2 separate regions of the Sus scrofa genome follow, and region 1 is linked to region 2. The links are chromatin contacts, called in public Hi-C maps. All regions are on one chromosome and are shown on one strand. The core of a region is the stretch at or near the end of the contact, and the rest is flanking DNA. Distances in the headings are between cores, read along the strand shown.

The links. Hi-C and Micro-C count contacts between places; a contact is called where the count stands out from the background.
Region 1: a Hi-C map of embryonic fibroblasts shows a contact between it and region 2, with 3 times the contacts expected there. The contact joins the promoter of CCR5 here to the enhancer-like site in region 2. A contact is called at or near these places in 4 of 5 promoter capture datasets (fetal liver, fetal skeletal muscle and liver), 32 of 47 Hi-C or Micro-C datasets (adipocytes, adipose tissue, alveolar macrophages and 17 more) and 2 of 2 datasets of contacts at active chromatin or transcription factors (alveolar macrophages and skeletal muscle).

Annotation. Positions count from the first base shown.
Region 1 is chr13:29,379,339-29,385,019 of Sscrofa11.1, forward strand. CCR5 (chemokine (C-C motif) receptor 5) reads left to right here and starts at 3,998. Exons shown (of 2, transcript NM_001001618.1): 1 at 3,998-4,072; 2 at 5,601-5,681. The coding sequence starts at 5,612.
Region 2 is chr13:29,295,289-29,300,913 of Sscrofa11.1, forward strand. No RefSeq gene overlaps it. Among named protein-coding and RNA genes, the nearest start is that of CCR3, 46 kb to the left of the region's middle. Within about 2 kb of position 2,258, at least 2 of the 83 cell types and tissues checked have an H3K27ac peak or open chromatin away from gene starts, as enhancers often do. A contact at or near this core is called in embryonic fibroblasts and omental adipose tissue, where this site is marked.

The sequences.
Region 1 (5,681 bases), core at 2,748-5,247, 86 kb after region 2:
GTTCCAGATGCAGCTCGGATCCCATGTTGCTGTGGCTGTGGTGTAGGCTGGCAGCTACAGCTCCAATTCGACCCCTAGCCTGGGCACTTCTATAAGCCACAGGTGCAGCCCTAAAGAAATAACAACACATGGCATAGTGGAAATGAATCTGACTAGGAACCATGAGGTTTCGGGTTCAATTCCTGGCCTCGCTCAGTGGGTTAAGGATCCAGTGTTGCCATGAGCTGTGATGTAGGTTGCAGACGCAGCTCAGATCTGGTATTGCTATGGCTGTGGCATAGGCTGGTGGCTACAGCTCTGATTAGACCCCAAGGCTGGGAACCTCCATATGCCATGGGTGTGGCCCTAAAAAGGCAAAAACACTATATCACACACACACACATGGGAGAAGGTCTGGATTAAAACAGTGTTAAGAGGGACTGTTTTGGGATTGTGAGAATATGTCTAATTTTTTTCCTACTTTCTATTTTTCTGTCTTTCCTAACTTCATAGAGTGAGCATGTGTCAGTTTTATAATTAGACATTTGTTTTCAAAACTAAAAGAATCAGTTGCTATGTTCACAGCCCAGCTCACTGTTGGCAATAATGTAAGAGTCAGTGTGAGCTGCTGTGTGGCAGGGTATCAGCCCACTATGCTCATGCAGCTGGCCCTTGGGAACCCAAGGAGAAGATTCAATGCACCCCCTGCCACCCCATCCTATAAATGATGCTCTGAGTCTCGGTCCAGAGATGGCATGGGGCAAGGTGAGAGCAGCAGCCCCTGGAACATGGGTGCAATGATAAGACGCGGAGCAGCTGTGGAAAGGCTGGCCAGTACCGCACAAGGGGGCTGGCGTCAGACACGCCCCAACACAGACATCAAGTCAAGAGTGGCAGCCATTTGTAGCAACATGGATGGATCTAGCAATGATCATATAAAGTAAGCCAGACAGAGGAAGACAAATACCATATGCTACTGCTTATAAGTGCAATATAAAAAAACAAAAAGGACATAAATGAATTTGTTTACAAAACAGAGACAGACTCATAGACATAGAAAACAAACTTATAGTTACCAAAGGGAAAGGGGGGAGGGATAAATTAGGAGTTTGGAATATACATATACCCACTAACATCTACAAAGCCGATAACCAACAAGGACCTACTGTGCAGCACAGGGAACTACATTCAGCATCTTATAATAATCTACAAGGGAAAAGAATCTAAAAAAGAACATACATCTCTGACTCACTTTGTTAAACACATTAAATTAACATAACATTGTAAATCAACTATACTTCTATTAAAAAAAATAAAAGTCTAGAGTGGCAAACCAATCCAAAGATCATTTCTCACGGGGAGTCTGGATGCCATAAATATCAGAACCAGAGCCCTGCAAACTGGGAAACTGAGAGGGTCAATGTAAAAAGAGAAGCAGAGACTGTGAAACTAAGTCACAGCATGATAAACCACTGGTATGCTGCTGCTGTTGTATCCAGAGCAATGTTTCACTGGTTAAAGGCTGAAGACCCTTCCAGGGTCCTCATTTCCTATGCATCCCTGGGACGGACCCTTATCTGGAGAGGTGACCTAAGGGGGGGGGTCACATATTCTGCCACACTGTGCTTCCTTGTGTCAGCCTATGAACCCTCACTCTGCATTGCCCAAATGTGTCTGTTTCAAACCAACTTGGCCATGGAGTCATTTTGTATTTAAGGAGGGAGCTCCCCTGAGGCCCCCAAGTCTCACACATCATTTGACAGATGAGGAAATGGAAGCTGAGAGGGAGGAAGTATCTGGCCAAGTGCACACAGCCAGTCAGCAGCACAGTCTGGGGGACGCCAAGCCTCCTCCGCTACTCCACACTGCCCTCTGGGGGTGACTGCCCTCAAGTCCTCAGCCACCCCATGACAGACCCACAGACCACAAGGCCAAGCCCTAGTTCCGCAAGGTGGAGTGAGTACAAGCCAACTATTGCCACATACAGAAAAGTATCACTTGTCCATCAGCATCTGAGGGCTCTACCAGTCTATCACCAGTGAACACAAGGCTTCTCTTCTGCCAGCCCAAACTATATTTATGTTACCTACCTCCTGTGAAATTTTATATTCCCTTGTTTGCTACCAGTTTTGTACTCTTTTCACATTCTTCCTCAAGCATACTTTGTACTCTGTCCCTGCTTAACTAGCCCACAAAGGGCAGGCACCTAGGAAAAGCACTACACTCATTCTGTCATTTGATCTTCACCACAGATCTATTGAGTTAGGTTTGTGGGGTGTTTTTTTTGTTTGTTTTTTGGGTTTTTTTATTTTTTGCCCATTTTACAGGTAAGCAAACTAAGGCCTGGAGAGTTTCAGTAACTTGTTCAAACCAAGTCATAATGAGTGAAGCTGGGGGTTCAATCCAGACGCCTGACTAGAGTCCAGTTCTCAATCGCTGCCTCTTGAGTCACACATCCAGGGATGACTGGAACATTTCCATCATGACTCACTGTCCCGACTGTGATTACAAGCTCCTGGCTTTTTCTGTGTGTTTCTGGCTTTCCCCAGCAGTCATGTCCCCCTCTTCTGTAAGCACCAGACATTAGCTTCTCCCTCTCAGCTTCCAGCTTGACGACACTAATCTGCTCCAGACAAGGACCCCAGGGAACCAATTTCATAAGAATTTTATATAATAAATCTAAGAAAGGACCAGTGAGTAACTAAGAATCTGTGTTTATCGAGTGTGTATTATATGCTAAATTCCAGGCAACAAACCCAGGTTGGAATCCTCCCAACAAACCCATGAGGTAACTATCAATGGTCACATCCCACAGATAAGAAAGCTGAGGGCAGCGCCGGGCTTGGAGCCCAGGCAATCTGACAGCAAGAGGCCACTTGCTCTATCCTGTGTTGGCAATATCCACAGGTCTGGGGTCCCCTCAGATCACAAGCCAGTGCTTCTTATTCTGTGGCAGAGGAAAGAGAAGCCCCCAGGGGGCGCTCTTGTGGCTCAGGGCTGGCTCTCTGCTAGGTTCTCAGTTCTGCAGTCAACAAACAGTCCCAAAGTTTTCAGATAAGTAACCAACCACGCCAAGAAAGCTTGGTATGACCGCATTTAGGACTGAAGAAGAATCCTGAACCGACCCTATTCATCTGCTGTTTGTTGCCTGTTTCATGTGGAAAAATTCTCACAGAAATTCCAGGTATCACAGCTGTGGCTGTAAAAAAAAAAAAAAAGAAAGAAATTCCAGAAAGACTGTACCCTTGGAGTGAGGAACTCTGCTGCCTATATCCCTGGGAGAGGACAGACACCCACAAATGCCTGCTGACCTGAAGGGCTGCAAAAATGGTGATTAGGAAGAGTGAAAATTCATAATGACATGCACCAGGATGCTTGATCCAGAGGAAGATGGGCCACATGATTAGCTCACAGGTGAGTTAAAACCCTGAAGCAACCAGTTATTTTAGTCTGCAGAGGAAAACAATACTGGGTGGTGAGTATATGCATGTGAGTTGTGGTAGCCAAGGGGGGATGGCAGGATGGCAGATAAAGGGGTGCACTGGATGAATGTGAGGTGTTCCCTTCACTTTAAAATTGGTTCTAACTGGCTCTCCTGGAAGACAAACAGTAAGGGAGTCAGCATCTCTCATCCCACTAGCCTCCCCCGATAAGCCCTGTGGTCTTATACACATCACCTGCCTCTTGGACAACAGTTCCTTTCAGTAAAACTAGGGCTCTTGACCAAATGGAAATGAATATTCATCTCACTCTAATATCTTTCCATTCTTTCTGTTTTCTAACTGACTGTGTCGCAGGATGAACTGAGAACCAAAAAGAAATTGTGTAATCAGGGAAACTCGTGAATAAACTTTCAGACCAGAGATTTTCTAGTCTATTTAAGGCTCTGCTTTTAAAAAAAAAAAAAAAAGGAGGGGGCTATTCTCTGATGGGTATTTTTGTGTGCTGCAACACACTTATTCGCTAAAACTCCGCCCCCCGTCTCAGAAGAAACTGTGCATTTCCTACTTTTATGCTGTCTATATGTTTGATTTGCACAGCTCAGCTGGTCAGAGGAGCTGAGACATCCGTTCCCCTTCAAGAATCTCTCCCGGTAAGTCACCTCTCAGCCACTCTGTCTATTACTTCGCTCGGTTTGTGTGATGAGTAAAGGCCTTTACAGGAAACCAGAGGAGACATTAGAGAAACACCAGGTGCCCATTGAACTATCTTAAAATGTAATCTTTAAGATAAGGAAAAAGTTAGAATTTAGAATGAGTTTCAGACTGTGATAACATCAAAAGATACAAAACATGATTATGAATGAAAGACTTTATAGGGAACAATGCTACCTAAAAACAAAAACAAAAACCCTCATTTTTCAGAAGAAAGATTTTCAGGGAGAGGATGATTCCCGGCCAAAACCTTGGGAAATTGTCTCCTGGTAAGAATGGTGAAGAGAACTAAAACCTCCTTCAGGGGATGCCCTCTGAACGTGTGCCCAAGATGATCTAAGTCTCATTCTTTCTTTCTTTTTTTTTTTTTTTTTGCCAAGAAGGAAGCCTGAAAATTGCCAAATTAGTATCAAATTACAAATATCAAATCAAGTTTTTCAGCACATTTCATGAGTGATTCTCTTTCTGGCTCAGAATTTGAATGTGAGATTTTTCCATGTGCTTCTCTCAGCCACCTAGTCTGAGGGACCGGGATCTCAGGACTCACCAGGATTAATCACAGAGAGTTCTCAGGCAAGCAGTGGAACTTCAAACAGACCAAGCCAATCAGTGGGTTGCGAAGGGACTGAGCTATCTATCCCAGGATGCAGGATGGGAGATGGAACGTTGGCCACTTGGCCGTTTCTGGGGTGTGTTTGGGAGCTCTCAATCATAGAAGAAACTTCAGAGAAACTGAGAATGGCAGCCTGGACTTTACAGCTAGCTGCTGGCTCCTATGACCGTCTCGAAGTCTTGGGCATCTGCCTGTTTCATTCTGACTACATCGAGGCGCCAGACTGATGGTCCCGCTTTTAGTTCTCTCACCAAGGAGTGAAAGACAGGGGACCACAGCGATGAAGAGTGCAGGCTGCCTGAGTTCAAAACCAGGTGTGGCCTCGCTATGTGTTTTTGCGGGGGCTACTCATCCTCTCTGTGCTCTGAGGGCCTTATTTGCAAAACAGGACAATAACATGACCTGCTTCGCTGGGTCACCTTGGGGATTCACTGAGTGAGTGGAAGTGAAGCTCAGAAAAGTGCTCGGCATGCAGAGTGCCCCGGGAACTGTTCATTCTTTCCAACACACGTGTGATAGTGCTCTGTGAAAGCCTACTCCAGGGAACGGCAACTTCAGAACAGACTGTAAAACAGTGTCAGATCCTGGACATTGTCATCACAGCTTCATTCACTCACGTGGTTGTGTAACAACCGATTTCATCTGCTGAGGTGACGTTCTCCACCCAGTGAGCAGAGAAGCTGGTGAGAAACCATCCCTTACTGTAAAAGTTCACTGTGTGACCCAAAAAGGGAACTTAGTAGAAATACATGTGTCAATTTTTAAAACCTTAGTTGTGTATGAGATGGTTTGCATTCGTGGTGGATCACTAAATACATTCTAGGACTTTGTAAATGGTCTCTTCTTTATTATAGGGTCTGGCAAAATGGATTATCAAACGACGAGTCCCTTCTATGACATTGATTATGGGATGTCAGAGCCCTGCCAAAAAACCA
Region 2 (5,625 bases), core at 1,008-3,507:
TCAGCTCAGGGGGATGCATTCTCCCTCCACACTGCCATCACCTTTGTAAATGTTCCTTGACTAAACTCTCCTCAAACTGCCCAATCTGAGCATGTCATTTTCTGCTGGGATCTTGTGTGACATGAGGAGATAATATTTGGCACAGGAAAACAAGTTACAAGCTGCAATAAAAGAAAAAAATACATGGAAAGTGTCAAGTAGGTGTTCATGGAAAAATTCCTGAAGGAGGAGAGGCAAGGCTGGGTTCTAAGGACAGGAGCTATACCTCTGAGGAAAGCTGGGTTACACAAAGGAAGAGCTGAGACTGAATACACAGTGTTCAGGAAGTAGAGACTCATGGTCAGTGCGGACAGGGGAAAGCAGCAGATGATAAACAAGAGGTCTGGAAGCAAGGGCACTTTGCTGCCTGAATTAAGAAAGGTTTGGATGTACCCTGTTGCGGGGGGGGGGGGGGGGTAACACTGCTACAGATACAAACATGGGGTGGGGGATGCTTGGTTCATGATGATTCCTACAGTGGCCATTACCAGGCTCCTCCTAGGTTCCTCTTGACTTGTTTGATCCCACAGTGATGGATCCTGACCAACTGGAACTTGAAAATTCAAATGAAGACATACAAGGATGGGTAGAGCTGATTGATCCTGTGGCTGTGGCCTGGAGAGGGGCTCCCTGACCTCCCCCTGAGGCCCAGCAGTCCTTCCTTCCCCATTCTGGGAGCTGTCCAAACCATGCCTATACAGTCATTCTTGGAAGAAGGTGGGTTTAGAAATCAAGATTAACTGATGTGGAAATGAAATGCTAGAGAGCATGCTGTGGGCGTCAGAGGAGACACATATCCACGTCCCAGAATGGGAAAATGGAAGTCCGAGGGAAGAGGGGTGAAGTAATTAGTTAGGTTATTGCCTCACACTGGGTGCCCACTGAGGACAGAGCCTGGTCAGGGGGTGGGGGCAGGCAGCAGGAAGGTTTTGCTATTCACCAACCTAAAGAGGATGAGAAATGCCAGAACTAGAGGGTAGGATGACTGTTTCTGGAGGCACTGAGCAACTTGAAGCAAGGGGGAAAAAAAAACCACTCAAATACTGAGGTTTTCATCTTCACAGCAGAGTGAACCTTAAAGCTTTTCTATGACCATTTTGAAAAAAATGAAAATAAAACTCTTGTTACCTGAAGTTGCCAGGTTAAAACTATTGTAAGCTAATTCAGAGCCCAAACTGGCAGGTGTCTTAATCATAATGTGAGTTGAATTCACACATTTGCCAGAGAGCATGTATGAATGTTAAGGCACTAATTGAGACAGACCAAGAACCAGTGGGAATGAGACTATCTGGAAGTGTGCAGAGGACCTGGGAAACCCTGGCCCTCACTGCCCTCTGGCACACTGTCATCTACACCCTTCTTTCCTAAGGAGTCCGTTTTTCCTTAGCATGACAAAGTTAACAATTCACTCCATGTCTCATCCCTCAAGGTCGCTCACCTAATAAACAGGATTCAAATTCAACATGGCCCAGAAGATAAAATGCAAAATCAGGGTTTCTTTAATTCCTTAATTTCCATAAGGAGTTAAAGAAATTGTTTAATACATATTATAAAAAATCTAACTTTGGGTTTTGAGAGTGCTTAATGAAAGAGTGAGCAGAACAGAATTCTGAATTGGGCTGAATTTACTCATAGGGCACTCATCAGAAACACTGAACTCAATGGCTGAGGTTCTATGAGTTTGCTGATTGGTCTCATACAGACTTAGACCAAATGCTGGTTGATGGCAGGTGAGTGGGAAGGGCCAGGGATCCTTTGCAAGAACCCAAAGGATGATGGGGATGTTATTACCTCTATCACGTGGCTTCTGACCCATCTACCCCACCCTCTTTCTCTCTAGAGAGAAGATCCTTCTCTCTTTTGTCTTGGAGACAAGACTGGAGATGGAGGGTCATCTGGAATGGTGATGGGAGGGGCTGTAATTGAAATACAATCCTTGATCTCAGTGAGGTAGGGAGTATATTAAGTGTGGATGTTTTACCTGCCAGAAACAACACAGGTATAGCCATGATGGGAGACAAAAGGAAAAGGATAGAGCTGGGGCCCAAGGAGTAATCTGACTCTGAAACCTTTGACTGTGTTCATTCACCATGGAGATCCTGGGAATTAAATAATGTCTTACTCAAGAAAATCTCAGGACTGGCAAAAATCAGACCTGCCTCTGATTGCTCTAGTAAAGAATGTGGCCTCTGTCCAAATTCTCACAAGTGAGTCATTTCACAAAACCAGGGCCTCTTCAATGATAAAGAAACCACACATCTTTGAGGAAGAGCTTTAAACTACTGCCACTCATGAAAACCTTTGCCCCAGCTTTTTCCAAGTGGACCCAAAGCCAATTTTATTGGAATAATGCTAACTGGGAAAAAAATGGATGCCAGTTGTAAATTACACTACTTCTGAAAGATCCAAGGAATCATTTTATCACTGTGGACCAAAAAGGCCCTGAATCTACATGTGATTTTTTTCACCAGTCCTCAAGAGCAGTGCAGGAACAGATGTACTCAGCAAAGGGTGGGATTCCCACACTGGCTTTCAGACAGCAGAGAAAGGTTATTATGAGATGAAGGTCCAAGCGGAAGCCATTCCAGGTCTCTTGTCCTCCCAATCAAAAGCAGCACACTATCCCATGAGGAAAAGAGCAACTATCAGTGTCCAAAATTAGAAGAAAGATGCAGACATATCAATTCCTATGAGAGTACCTCCTTATAATTCTCCAGTTGATGAACATAAAAAACCAATGGGTCTTAGAGAAGAACAATTACAACTAGTAGAGTAGAATATTACAGCTAAATCAGATAGTACCTTTAACTGTGTGTGTTCTCCTTCTAAGTTTGGTTCCATTGCTGCAGCAAATCATTACAGTCCTGGTAATTAGCATGTAGGTATTCATCTAGACCAGGGGTTAGCAAATACTTCTGAAGGACAAGTTGCTGCATTGTGTTGGTTATCTATGGCTGCATAACAACTTAACCCCAAAGATAATGGCTTCAAACAACAGTACTTAGTACTTTACCATTTCCAGGTCGGGAATTTGGACAAGGCGCCATGGGAACAGCTTGTGTGGGCTCCATGGTATCTAGGTCCTCAATGTGAAGGCTCAAAGGCTGGAGCTGGAACAGTCCGAAGGTCCAGTCACTCTACGTCTGGCAGTTGGCGGCTCCCGTTGGCTTAGGGTCTAACGGGAACTGTTGGTCATGTGATCTCTCCACGTGACCTGGGTTTCCTCACAACATGGTGTCTGGATTCCAAGGGCAAACACCCCAGGAGAAAGAGGGCATGCGGAAGGTGTTCCCTCTTTCTAAACTGGCCTCGCAAGTTACGAAGTATCACTTTCAGCCCACATTCTAGGGCAGGATGATTAGACTTGAAGGGAAGTGTCTTAAAGAATGTGCAGATATATTTTCAAACTACCGCATATTCCTTATATTCCACTGATAAAGGGATAGCAACACCTGAGGGGTCTCCTGGATGATGGAGCAGCATACACCATATTGGTGTGCCTGTTCTACCCAATTACTGAGTAACCCTGAAAGCTTCCACTTTTGGGGTCCAAAGCAAGAGAAATTTCTAAAGATATCAGGAATATAAATCGAGTGGCTCTGTCCTGAAGTGTCATGCAGGGCAGTGCACAGAGCACATCAGGATGCTGGGTGGGGCCTGCACCCAGCCTTGATAGGAACATGAGAGCAATCCCAAGGAAAATGGAATAAGGCCAAGCTGCCATTCACAAGAAACAACTCCTGGATTGCTACTGGACTGCAGAGGAGACTGAGAGTTCAGCTATAGGACACTGGGTTACCATGACACTCAAGTTGTTTATTTTGAACTGACTGCCATCTGACCTACTTAGCCACAAAGTAGGGAGACCTATGAACACTGTACCTAAAGTGGAAGTTTTATATATATATTGTATACACACACACACACACACACACACACACAACATATATATAGAGAGAGAGGGAGGGAGAGATGGAGAGAGAGGGAGAGAGGAAGGATCTAATCCAAGAACGCTCTAAAGGAAGTACAGGCAGGTTGTTCACCCACAGCATTCCTAATCCCAACAACCTGCCCACTTTCTCTCAATCTGGACATGTGATCTCAGAGGAAGTCCCCTCTGAATGGCTGACTTAGATTGGAAACACTCATGTCTGGCCAGGGAAAGATGGCCCTGCCTGAATAAGCATGAAATAAACCGTGACAGTCACAGGCTCTCTCGGGGGTGGCCCCAAAGGACAGTAAAGGAGAATTCCCACGTGGTGAATTCAATAAGTTTATGATGTCACCCACTTTGGCTGTGGCTGGGAAGAAAAACTATCTAGAGTCAGAATCTACACCTATTCCTAGACAGTGGCTTATGATCTGGCCAGATGTTAAGGAAAAAGGAAGGAATAAGATTTGAAAATTGTCGTCAAGAAAGTGTAGAGGAGCATGGACCTCTTAGAATGCACCCCAAAGATAAAAACATACATATCTCATATGAATGTCCAACAAAAGGCTCTCACACTGGAAGAAGCTCTGATAATATATGGTATTGCCCTCCCTATGGCAGCCAGATGATTTACCATGGGCTCAAACAAATTAAACAATGGTCCAGGAAAGGAGAAAAAGCACAGACTTAAAAGCACAGACTTCCACTTGTTGAGCCTTGGCTTCTGCCATGACTGTGTGCAAATTTTCCTTCAGGAAAAATCAACCTAAACACCAATGCGACACCACGCTCAGAACAGACCAGCCAGCTTCCAGCTGCATGAAGGAGGGTGATGGGATTTGTCCTCAGTGGACTAAATATTCTATAATTGAAATGTTTCCCTTATTCTTCATGCCTCTGCTAACCCCATCCATGCCAAGATCTTCTGAAGGCCTTACAAATTATCATAGAAGGGCTTACAAATTATCATAGTATCCTAACTGCAGACAAGGAGTTTACTTCACAGAATAAAGTAGAGGATTTAGGCTGATGCCCAATGTGGCCTCTTGGTCTTGATTTTGATACGAACCCACAGTCATTTAGAATCATCTGGACCTATAGAATGGTGGGATAGCCTATTAAAGAATTTGCTAAGAACAATGAGAAATAAGCCAGTTGAGCCCTTCAGAACCCTGGCCACTTTTGAGACTCAATGGTACCAAGTGCTGTGGAAGCCGGGATTGAATCTCAGGGCTAAGAAACAGGGTAGTTAGTTAAAAGTCTGCAAAAGGACTAGTTAGCTGTCCCACACCCTTTTTTGCCCTGCACAGGCCAGGTGACTGTTGTACCTATCCCCAGAGGAGACCCTCATGTGTCTCCAGAGTAAATAAACCCAAGGTTCTCCACACTCAAAGAAACAAATAGTGGAGGGCAGGGATAAGTGTTGGACTCAAACCAAAAGGATCAGTGAATTGTCTTGTGCCAAATATTGAGACTGTTAGCCCCACAAGACACTGGGTGGCAGGTGTACAGTTTTGAGAAAATGCTACACTCAACCTGGAAATCTATACAGAGCCAAATTTTTGATCAAATATGAAGGTAGCATACGGGTACTTTCAGACATGCAAGGACTTCAAAATTTACCTCCAACTTACGCTTTCTTGGGAAGAGACAAA